Linked DNA regions of Mus musculus: regions 2 and 3 are each linked to region 1. The links are chromatin contacts, called in public HiChIP or PLAC-seq maps. All regions are on one chromosome and are shown on one strand. Each heading gives the region's core, a stretch centred on a gene start, on an enhancer-like site or on the middle of the called end of the contact. The rest is flanking DNA. Distances are from core to core; before and after follow the strand shown.

Region 1 (3,431 bases), core at 626-3,125:
TTATTAGGTATCTTCTTTATTTACATTTCAAATGCTATCCCGAAAGTCCCCTATACCCTCCCCTCGCCCTGCTCCCCAACCCACCCACTCCCACTTCTTGGCCCCGGCGTTCCTCTGTACTGGGGCATATAAAGTTTGCAAGACCAAGTGACCTTTCTTCCCAATGAAGGCCAACTAGGCCATCTTCTGCTACATATGCAGCTAGAGACACAAGCTCTGTGGGGTAGTGGTTAGTTCATATTGTTGTTCCACCTATACGGCTGCAGACCCCCTTCAGCACCTTTTCTTTATTTACATTTCAAATGTTATCCCCTTTCCTAGTTTTCCCTCCAAAAATCCCCTATCCCCTCCCCCTGCTCCCCAACCCACCCACTCCCATTCCTGATCCTGGCATGCCCCTTTACTGCGGCATAGAACTTTCACAGGACCAAGGGTCTCTCCTCCCATTGATGGCCGACTAGGCCATCCTCTGCTACATATGCAGCTAGAGCCATGAGTCCCACCATGTGTTTTCTTTTTGGTGGTATCAACTTTCTTTCTCCAGATAAGAACCTGTTTGGATAGCACCTGGGATTCCTGAAATGTTTCCTTATGCTTATGAGGCATCTTGGTATCTTAAGCCTTCAATCAGCCAATGACATTTGCCTACCCTGGATATTCCTATCCCCTTACCCCAAAACCATTGAATCACCCCAGTAAAGTTGATCTGTCTTCCCACAGCTGGCCCTGGTGTGTTATTACCAGACATACTCACAGGGCTTCTGAACCATCCTATTCTTTGTCTCTGTACAATTCGCCCTTGTGGATTGATCTCAACCGACTATCCTTGGTGGAGGTGGGGGGGAGTCACAGAAACCCATCTGTTTGGCCTCTGGTGAGAGCCTCCTGAGCCACATCACAAAATGATTGAGGCATGGAAAGGGAACTAGTCTAGAATAGTCTATCTAAAATAGTCTAGAATAATCTATGACCCAAAAATACAGACTAGGCTTTATAACCCAGTATGTGAGACCAGCATTAATTCCTTCTGAGATCAGTAACTTCAATGACCCAGTCCAACCCATCCCTGAATGGACCCTACCTCTTAAAGTTTCCACAGCCTCTCCCATTGCCAAATGGATGACCAAGCTTTCAGTATATGAACCCTGGGAACAGGCTTATCCAAACCATATTGGGCCATGGGACCGGCTTGATTTTCAGTTGTCTGTGGAAGCTTTTGCCACTCTTTGGCCTCATTTTCAGAGTTCTGAGAAAGGGCACTGGGTATGTGTATCTGACTAATTATACAGTTCGCACACAAACACCCAGGGGTGTAGGGTTATAGAGATTTGGAAACTAAGAAATGTAGCCCCACTAAGCCTTGGATTGCCTCGGCAAAACAAGAATAATAAATACACTGTTACATTAAAGCTGTGAGAATTAAGTGAGGAAATAAGTTCAGAGTGAACATTGTAACATTAGCCATGGACTAAGATCTTCTTCATTTATTTAATCAATAATGGGTATTAAGGATTGACTTTACGGCATACACTGAGATTCAAATGATGAGACAAACAGATATGATTCTTTTCTACAAGGAGATTATATTCCAGTATATTTAGTAAATGCTAATGAGATTTACTATTATCATATGTTTCATCAGTTATTTACTGAGATGCAGAACAGACCAACAGTTAAAGTTTTAAATTCATAAGCCTTTATTATCTGGATGTGAATACGCTAGGGATTTTGGGCAGCCAGGCTGAGTGGTTGTGGCTCAGGTCCACTAGTGATATTTCCTGGGCTTGTAGCTCTCTGAAATCTTAACTAAAGCTGGAGGACCTGCTTTAAAATGGTGCCACATATCTCTTACTCACTGCATGGCCTTCTCATTGATGCCAAATTCTCCTCATAGCATGGTAGCCAACTTGCCCCAGAATGAGAGTTCCACAAAAGAGACCCACATTCTGTCACTTGTCCCACAATTGATTTTTAAGAACTGGAGTAATAATTCTAACCACATTTCATAGGAGGAAATTTGGCCTTCATCTTTTAGAGTAGAGTTTGGAAGAACTTGTGACATTTTTTTTTAACTACCACATAAATTATGATGAAGACTTGAGAAAAGAAAGTAAGGCGAGAAAAGAAAGCCAGACTCACCCAATCAGTGCTTTCTAAAGTGAGATGGGGTGGTTTCCTGTGAGAGGCCACAAGAGCTAGGGTGCTGATTCTGTAGAAAACCATATATGTACCACATTTTCTGTATCCATTCCTCTGTTGAGGGGCATCTGGGTTCTTTAGAGCTTCTGGCTATTATAAATAAGGCTGCTATGAACATAGTGGAGCATGTGTCCTTCTTACCAGTTGGGGCATCTTCTGGATATATGCCCAGGAGAGGTATTGCTGGATCCTCCGGTAGTACTATGTCCAATTTCCTGAGGAACCACCAGACTGATTTCCAGAGTGGTTGTACAAGCCTGCAATCCCACCAACAATGGAGGAGTGTTCCTCTTTCTCCACATCCACGCCAGCATCTGCTGTCACCTGAATTTTTGATCTTAGCCATTCTGACTGGTGTGAGGTGGAATCTCAGGGTTGTTCTGATTTGTATTTCCCTGAGTACTACTCAGCTATTAAAAAGAATGAATTTATGAAATTCCTAGCCAAATGATGGACCTGGAGGGCATGATCCTGAGTGAGGTAACACATTCACAAAGGAACTCACACAATATGTACTCACTGATAAGTGGATATTAGCCCAAAACCTAGGATACCCAAGATATAAGATACAATTTCCTAAACACATGAAACTCAAGAAAAATAAAGACTGAAGTGTGGACACTATGCCCCTCCTTAGAAGTGGGAACAAAACACCTTTGGAAGGAGTTACAGAGACAAAGTTTGGAGCTGAGATGAAAGGATGGTCCATGTAGAGACTTCCATATCCAGGGATCCACCCCATAATCAGCATCCAAACGCTGACACCATTGCATACACTAGCAAGATTTTATCGAAAGGACCCAGATGTAGCTGTCTCTTGTGAGACTATGCCGGGGCCTAGCAAACACAGAAGTGGATGCTCACAGTCAGCTAATGGATGGATCACAGGGCTCCCAATGGAGGAGCTAGAGAAAGTAGCCAAGGAGCTAAAGGGATCTGCAACCCTATAGGCGGAACAACATTATGAACTAACCAGTACCCCGGAGCTCTTGACTCTAGCTGCATATGTGTCAAAAGATGGCCTAGTCGGCCATCACTGGAAAGAGAGGCCCATTGGACACGCAAACTTTATATGCCCGAGTACAGGGGAACACCAGGGCCAAAAAGGGGGAGTGGGTAGGTAGGGGATTGGGGGTGGGTGGGTATGGGGGACTTTTGGTATAGCATTGGAAATGTAAATGAGCTAAATACCTAATAAAAAATGGAAAAAAAAAGAAAACCATATATGACTA
Region 2 (3,217 bases), core at 237-2,736, 77 kb after region 1:
AAGAGGAAACTCTCTCCATTCCTTTGGTATGTCCTGTTTGCGATTGACATTTAGTCATTTATTTGCTATGACAATAGCCACTTGATTTTTTTTATTGGATATTTCCTTTATTTACATTATCCCCCTTCCTGGTTTCCCTCCAAACTGGAAACCCCCTATCCCATCCCCCATCCCCTGTTTCTATGAGGGTGTTTACTCACCCAATACTGCTTCACTCCCCATCCCCTGACATTCCTCTACATTGGGGCATCGAGTCTTCACTGTACCAATGGCCTCTTCTCTCATTGTTGCCTGACAATGCCATCTTCTACTACATACGTGGCTGGAGCTATGATGGGTCCCTCCATGTGTACTCTTTGGTTGGTGGTTTCATCCCTGGGAGCTCTGGGGCATCTGGTTGGTTGATATTGATGTTCTTCCTATGGGGTTGCAAACCCTTTCAGCTCCTTCAGTCCTTTCTCTAATTCCTCCATTGGGGACTCCATGTTCATTCCAATGGTTGGCTGTGAGCATCCACCTCTGTATTTGTCAGGCTCTGGCAGAGCCTCTCAGGAGACAGCTATATCAGTCTCCTGTGAGCATGCACTGCTTGGCATCCACAATAGTGTCTGGGCTTGGTGACAGTATATAGGGTGGATCCCCAGGTGGGACAGTCACTGGATGGCCTTTCCTTCAGTCTATGCTCCACACTTTATCACCATATTTCCTCCTGTGAGTATTTTGTTTCCCCTTCTAAGAAGGACCGAAGCAGCCACACTTTGGTCTTCCTTATTTTTGAGCTTCATGTGGTCTGTGAATTGTATCTTGGGTATTCTGGGTTTTGGGTTAATATCCACTTATCAGTGAATGCATACCATGTGTGTTCTTTTGTGACTGGGTTACCTCACTCAGGATATTTTCTAGTTCCATCCATTTGCCTAAGAATTTCATGAAGTCATTGTTTTTAATAGCTGAGTTGTGTAAATATACCATTGTGTAAATATACCACATTTTCTGTATCCATTCCTCTGTTGAGGAACATCTGGGTTGTTCTAGCTTCTGGATATTATAAATATAGCTGCTATGAACATGATGGAGCATGTGGAACACCTTTTGGGTATATGCCAAGGAGTGGTATTGCTGGTTCCTCAGATTTTGGATGTACATGTATTTTAAATGTAGTTTAAAGGTTTTTTTAAACTTTGATTTACATCTAGAATGCTTGGCTTATATCTCCTTATATGGGACATGTCAGGGCCAAAAGAAATTTGTTTCACATAGACCTTACATATACAACCTGATCATAATTTTATACAATACTGTTGATAATTCTGTGCATGAAAAGTTATGTGTATTGAAGGATATTTGTACTATAGATCAAGTGTGGCATCTTTTATTTTCAGTTACTTGGGTGATGCTTAATTTGTGTATACGGCAGAGTTACCCAGTGTGCCTCTGAGTCCTCTGTGGTTGCCCTGTGCTCCACCACTGTGATGCAGTCTGCAGAACTGGAGCCTCTCATCTTACCCAGCTTCTCAGACACCTTCTTCACTGGGTTCAATGTTTCCTGTTGAAAACAACAAAACTGCTGTTTGGGCTTTTTTTTTTTTTTTTTTTTTTTGAGAGTCTGTTTTTGCATATCATACAGATACATTTTTGTTACTCTTTTTTTTTTTAAAGGAAAGCAATGTATGTTGATTCAAGGGTAGAAAAAAAGCTGAAAGATATTCTCTTGAGCAGGTGGCTCATGGTGAAAAAAAATCACTTCTGTTCAATGTTTACATGGGTTTGAACCATACTTTAAGATGGAAAAACAGAGGCAATTAGAGTTAAGTAACAACTGAATGTTTAACTTGTCTTCTTTGGTTTTGTCTTGTGTTTTTAACGGTTTGCTGAAATAATGGCCTCTTCTCTGGGCTCTCATTTGCTTTGCCATGGGTGTCAGATCTGTGTGGAGTTGCTCATACAAGAAAAGTGCCACTCCTTATGAAGTAACGATGTTAAGTTTTGGAAGTGCTTGATGGCTAAAGTGAAGGAAATCTGTATTTGAGGCTCAAATGATGGTATGACTTAGTCCTTCTGAATTTCAGTCACTTTATGTGTAGTAGTGGAGATAAAGGTAGAGAACATTATGATTGTCAGTAAAACAACACCATTGTGATAAAAGGTGGTGATGGTTACTGCTGCCAATGCTTACTAAATAGGCTTTTATATGTTTATTAATAAATACCATTCAATGTAAATTGTATGGTAGAGATTGGCATCTTATGGCAACTGATAATAGCTCAAAGCAAACCATTTCCTGGATCTTGATTCTTGGTGATAATACTTCATCTTCTTTGTTTCCTGAGTTCATTTGTTGCCTGTATTGATTCTCTATCCCAGTGGAGCTGGATTTGAGAACTGCATTAAAAATATTAACCAAAAGAGGCTGTTTTTTAGGCAAATGTGTAATGAAGCTTCGGATGGTCCCAAATGGTATTTGCCAGTGGCTATTCATCATGACCAGTGCATAATTTTTCAGGAAGTGAGACTGGAAACGTCAGAAAAAGATATGATTTCTCGTTTTATGGATGCACAGGGAACATTCAACAACTCAACCTACTATGAGGTGGGAGGTCATTGAGTCTATTTAGTAGTGGGAGTGTGTTACACATACAGTGTCTTTGTAGTAATCTTTATAATCAGGACCCATTGTTCACCACCATGATATTGTTTTCTCCATCATTAGGCAGAGAGGCAAAACTTCTTTAGTCTGTGACTGAATGTTCCCAAATGGAAAGTAGCCAGAAAGGTGCTGTCAATTGTTCTGATTCAGAAGGGATCTTGTACAGTGATCTTTTGTCTGTGCTTTCTGAAGAAAATTTAATTTTAAACTATCATATTTGTTTTAAAATCCTTGCACTACCAAGAATTTACCCACTTTCCCAACTGTGGAAAATTGGCCTACTTGTAAAAGTGAAGAAACTCAAACTGTTACAGTTCTACTTTCTAAACTACTTACGTTTGCCAGGTTTAATGGCTTTCTGTTTTGCACTCCGAGATGCTATAGTATATGTGAGTCATCTGTATTCTTTAGTCTGATCCAATATAATCAGTCTGCTTTTCCTTGTTTCTCATTACCTTTACACTTTCAGAGGTCAGATATTTTAGATGGTTTTCAACTTGGGTTTGTTTGTGCTTTTCTCCTGAGTAGATGGGGGTTTGGGCATTTAGAGTTGGGTAAAACATTATGTCT
Region 3 (3,306 bases), core at 195-2,694, 100 kb after region 1:
TAGTGTAGAAACATTTAGTGTTTCTTCTTTGCATTTTTTAGGGCTGACTGGATGGCATTAGACACCCATTTAGGGGGTTCATCCCTGGAAAATACTATTTCTCCCCGAAGTAGTCATTATCTGTAGTTCTTCCTCTATGGGTGGGGCCTGGTCAGATTTCTCCATTCCCTTTGAGTGTCAATCTTACCCAAGAATTCCAGAGTTACTGAGAAAACAACAAACAAACAATGCAAGAGGGGAAGGCAATTCTCACTCACTGTTAGTGGGAATGTGAACTGCTCCAGCAAGTATAGAAATCAGTGTGGAGAATTCTTAAAAAGCTAAAAATAATTCTACCATGTGACACTACTGTACCACTCCTCATCATATACCCAAAAGGACCCGACATCCTATTCCACAGATATTTCTCAGCAGCGTTCATTGCTGCTCTTACTCACAATAGCCAGGAAATAGGAAAAAAAAAATCTAACTATTCTTCATGAGAAGATGGTGCATGCGCACTGTGGAACACTGTTCAGCTGTAGGGAGATATGTTGCAGGGTCTGAGACAAAGAACTACAGGTGACTAATGACTCTAGGTGAAGGAGAGGTAGCCTCTACTCTACAATGGTGTGGCCCGCTATATTGGTTGTCCAATTCAGAATTATCTATCTTGAAAATATACACATACCACCAAGAGAAGTCAACCGATCAGGTTGTATTAATATACATACATTTGTGCATGCACATAAGCATGTATTTAACAATAACAATCAGAGAAAGAGAGGCTGTCAACTTGAAAGTGTGTGTCAGGGCGTGAACATGGGGAGAGTTTGAGGGAGGGTATCTGGGAGGGGCTGAAGGAAGGAAAGGGAGGGAGAAAAGTGGTGTAAGTCTGTTCTGATTAAAACATGTTGAAAACAGAAACCTAAAACCATTGAATTTGCAGGAGAAGAGAGGGAATAAGAAAATATAACACTGAGTGTGGCAACCCAGACCAACACAGCAAATGCAGCATACTGTCTCTCATCGGCAGTCACTCGCTCAACTATTCAGAATTGAATATATAACACAAACCAGGAAAGTATAAAGGAACCCTGGCTAGGGGAGCTCTGGATAGAAGGATAGCAGGCTAGAACATATTTACAATGGTATGAAGAGGAATATGAGAAAACAGGGTGCTGCTCTAGTTGAGATGGGGCATGAAGGACAATACAGAAGAGGGAGGAAAGAGATGATTTAACACAAAGGATATCTGAAATAGCCACAGGGAATCATATCACTTTATATTTACCTAAAACTACAAATAGTACATGTAACTGTTTATGTATACATACATATTATGCATAGTTTCAAATATTTTTAAAAGATTCTTTGTTACAGTTTTGGGTTTCTAGAAAACTCAGTTAAGAGGCTCTGACGTCACACTGGGTGGCTTCAGAGCCTGTCTTAGCCATTGGTGTGTCTCCTTAAGCACTTCATAGGCATCTGTATTGATTTGTGAAATGAGTATTTATCACTTAAACCAGCCTCTTGTCTGTGTCATCTAAAAGTGCTAGTCATTAGTAAATCTCAACTGATTTGCTAAGTCAGCAATGAATTTGTTTCTGAAATTAATTCTGGCTTAAAACCCAATATCATATTCAAGTGTTAGATCTGGTTAAAAAGAAAAACCTCCCACTTTGTGGTTTTGGGTGAAACACTAGAGATTCTCAAGTTAGTGCCTAGTCAATATAAAAATTGGGGGGAAGACATTTAATGCAGTTGGGAGTCCAGTGTCTGAGCCTTCATTATTTTTGGCTGTTGTGTAGTTAATATTTCTCATCTCAGCCATTCATGGATGCCAGTATACAAGTAATACCTTCATTTGTTTGTCTAAAATTTTCTCTTGCTTTACAGCAGCTAAGTCTTCACTGTTCTTAAACTCAGAGAAGGCAGGCAGAAAAACAACTGAAAAGGTCCCCCCCCCCCTTGCCCACCACACACACATCCTGAGCTTTGAGGTCAGCTCAGTAGGTGGTTCTGAGCCACTGAAAAGTGGGTTGAGGGTGTGTGCAATGCATTGGGGCTTGAGATGTGCTTTCTGGTTTGGAGTTTTTGGAAGGGTCAACACATGGAGGATTTTTGCAAGAGTAGGTTTTACTTAAAGATTAGCTGACCCCCATGAGACTTGGGGAGAACTTACAGCTTTCAGATGAGAAAACTGCTAAGTAGTCAAGCATAACTCGTGCCTAGAACAGTGACCAGCACAGAAACCTCTACTACTTCAAATAGTGCCTAGCCTCTGCCTTTCTCTAATTTGCCCTCTGTTTTAAAGTCAGGTTCATAAAGGCTTCATAAGGGATCCCCCCAGCCCTTATGTACCAAAGCAGGAAGGAATGGGCTTGGCCTCCTTTTGATAGTAGAAAGCTGGTTTCTGTGTAGTTCAGGGATGGCTGCACTTTGTATTTTGAACTATTCCTGGGTATCACTCTCCTTCTGTAATGTGAGGCTAGGGTCTTGGATGAGACCAACAACTCCAGTTACACTTGACTTCAGGGAAATGTCTTCTATGTTGTGCTTATTCTGCATAGACTCGGGGTCTTGTGGTGTACAGCAGAGTAGAGTCACTCTGTGGCTATGTCTCAGGCCAGATTCCACAGGGCAAACAGTTAGTGAATAGTGAGAGCTAACTCTGTCATCAGGATGTTTTCGACAAAGCCATTATAAATGGAAGTAAACACATTATTTGAAAATGCCCCCAATTCATCAGTTTTGAGTACCGTATTGCACTTTTACTCTATCTCTTGATATTACTCATGTCTATTTTAACTATAGGATGAAACTAATGTGGCGTGGCACTCTGCATTCTGCATGGCTCCTTAGAGATTCACAGTTGAACTATTGGAACACAGTAGAAATAGGCACAGGTTACAGAACAGGACCAGGTGCCCCTGCCCCTGAGAGCCAGAGGATCCAGCATAGGTTGGGAAGTCTGGAAGATCTGAAGTGAGTCTAGAGCAGAAGGCTGGCCTGAGAACTACTGCTCACACGTGGCTGGCTGTTGGGCTTCGGAGCACGGGATTCTCCTGATCACCGTATGAAGGGCTAGAGTGTGACTCGGGCTATGGATTGAACTGTGTCCCCTTTTCATGCTTATATATTGAAGCTCCTGATGGAATGATATTTGGAAATGAGGCCTTTGGGAATAGGATGAGACCACCTTTTATTGCTAACAAGAGACCAAGAAAGGTTAGCTTTGTGAAGCAAAGAAGTTCATTATGTTCAGTGCTTTTGGTCCCAGAAAACCAATGTCATGGCTTAAACTCTTTGGCTGCCTCAGCTGAT

The links. HiChIP or PLAC-seq counts read pairs in DNA pulled down with a chosen protein or histone mark.
Region 2: a contact with region 1 is called in a BATF HiChIP or PLAC-seq map of CD8 T cells, with 5 read pairs. The contact joins two enhancer-like sites. A contact is called at or near these places in 1 of 15 datasets of contacts at CTCF or cohesin (CD8 T cells), 1 of 484 Hi-C or Micro-C datasets (cerebral cortex) and 3 of 115 datasets of contacts at active chromatin or transcription factors (CD8 T cells, double positive thymocytes and embryonic stem cells).
Region 3: a CTCF HiChIP or PLAC-seq map of CD8 T cells shows a contact between it and region 1, with 8 read pairs. The contact joins two enhancer-like sites. A contact is called at or near these places in 1 of 15 datasets of contacts at CTCF or cohesin (CD8 T cells), 4 of 484 Hi-C or Micro-C datasets (CD8 T cells, the HPC-7 cell line, Th2 cells and 1 more) and 1 of 115 datasets of contacts at active chromatin or transcription factors (CD8 T cells).

What each region holds. Positions count from the first base shown.
Region 1 is chr7:74,585,531-74,588,961 of GRCm38.p6, forward strand. No RefSeq gene overlaps it. Among named protein-coding and RNA genes, the nearest start is that of Slco3a1, 32 kb to the left of the region's middle. Within about 2 kb of position 1,876, at least 5 of the 459 cell types and tissues checked have an H3K27ac peak or open chromatin away from gene starts, as enhancers often do. A contact at or near this core is called in CD8 T cells, where this site is marked.
Region 2 is chr7:74,662,540-74,665,756 of GRCm38.p6, forward strand. No RefSeq gene overlaps it. Among named protein-coding and RNA genes, the nearest start is that of Gm39037, 38 kb to the left of the region's middle. Within about 2 kb of position 1,487, at least 10 of the 459 cell types and tissues checked have an H3K27ac peak or open chromatin away from gene starts, as enhancers often do. A contact at or near this core is called in CD8 T cells, where this site is marked.
Region 3 is chr7:74,688,932-74,692,237 of GRCm38.p6, forward strand. No RefSeq gene overlaps it. Among named protein-coding and RNA genes, the nearest start is that of Gm39037, 64 kb to the left of the region's middle. Within about 2 kb of position 1,445, at least 24 of the 459 cell types and tissues checked have an H3K27ac peak or open chromatin away from gene starts, as enhancers often do. A contact at or near this core is called in CD8 T cells, where this site is marked.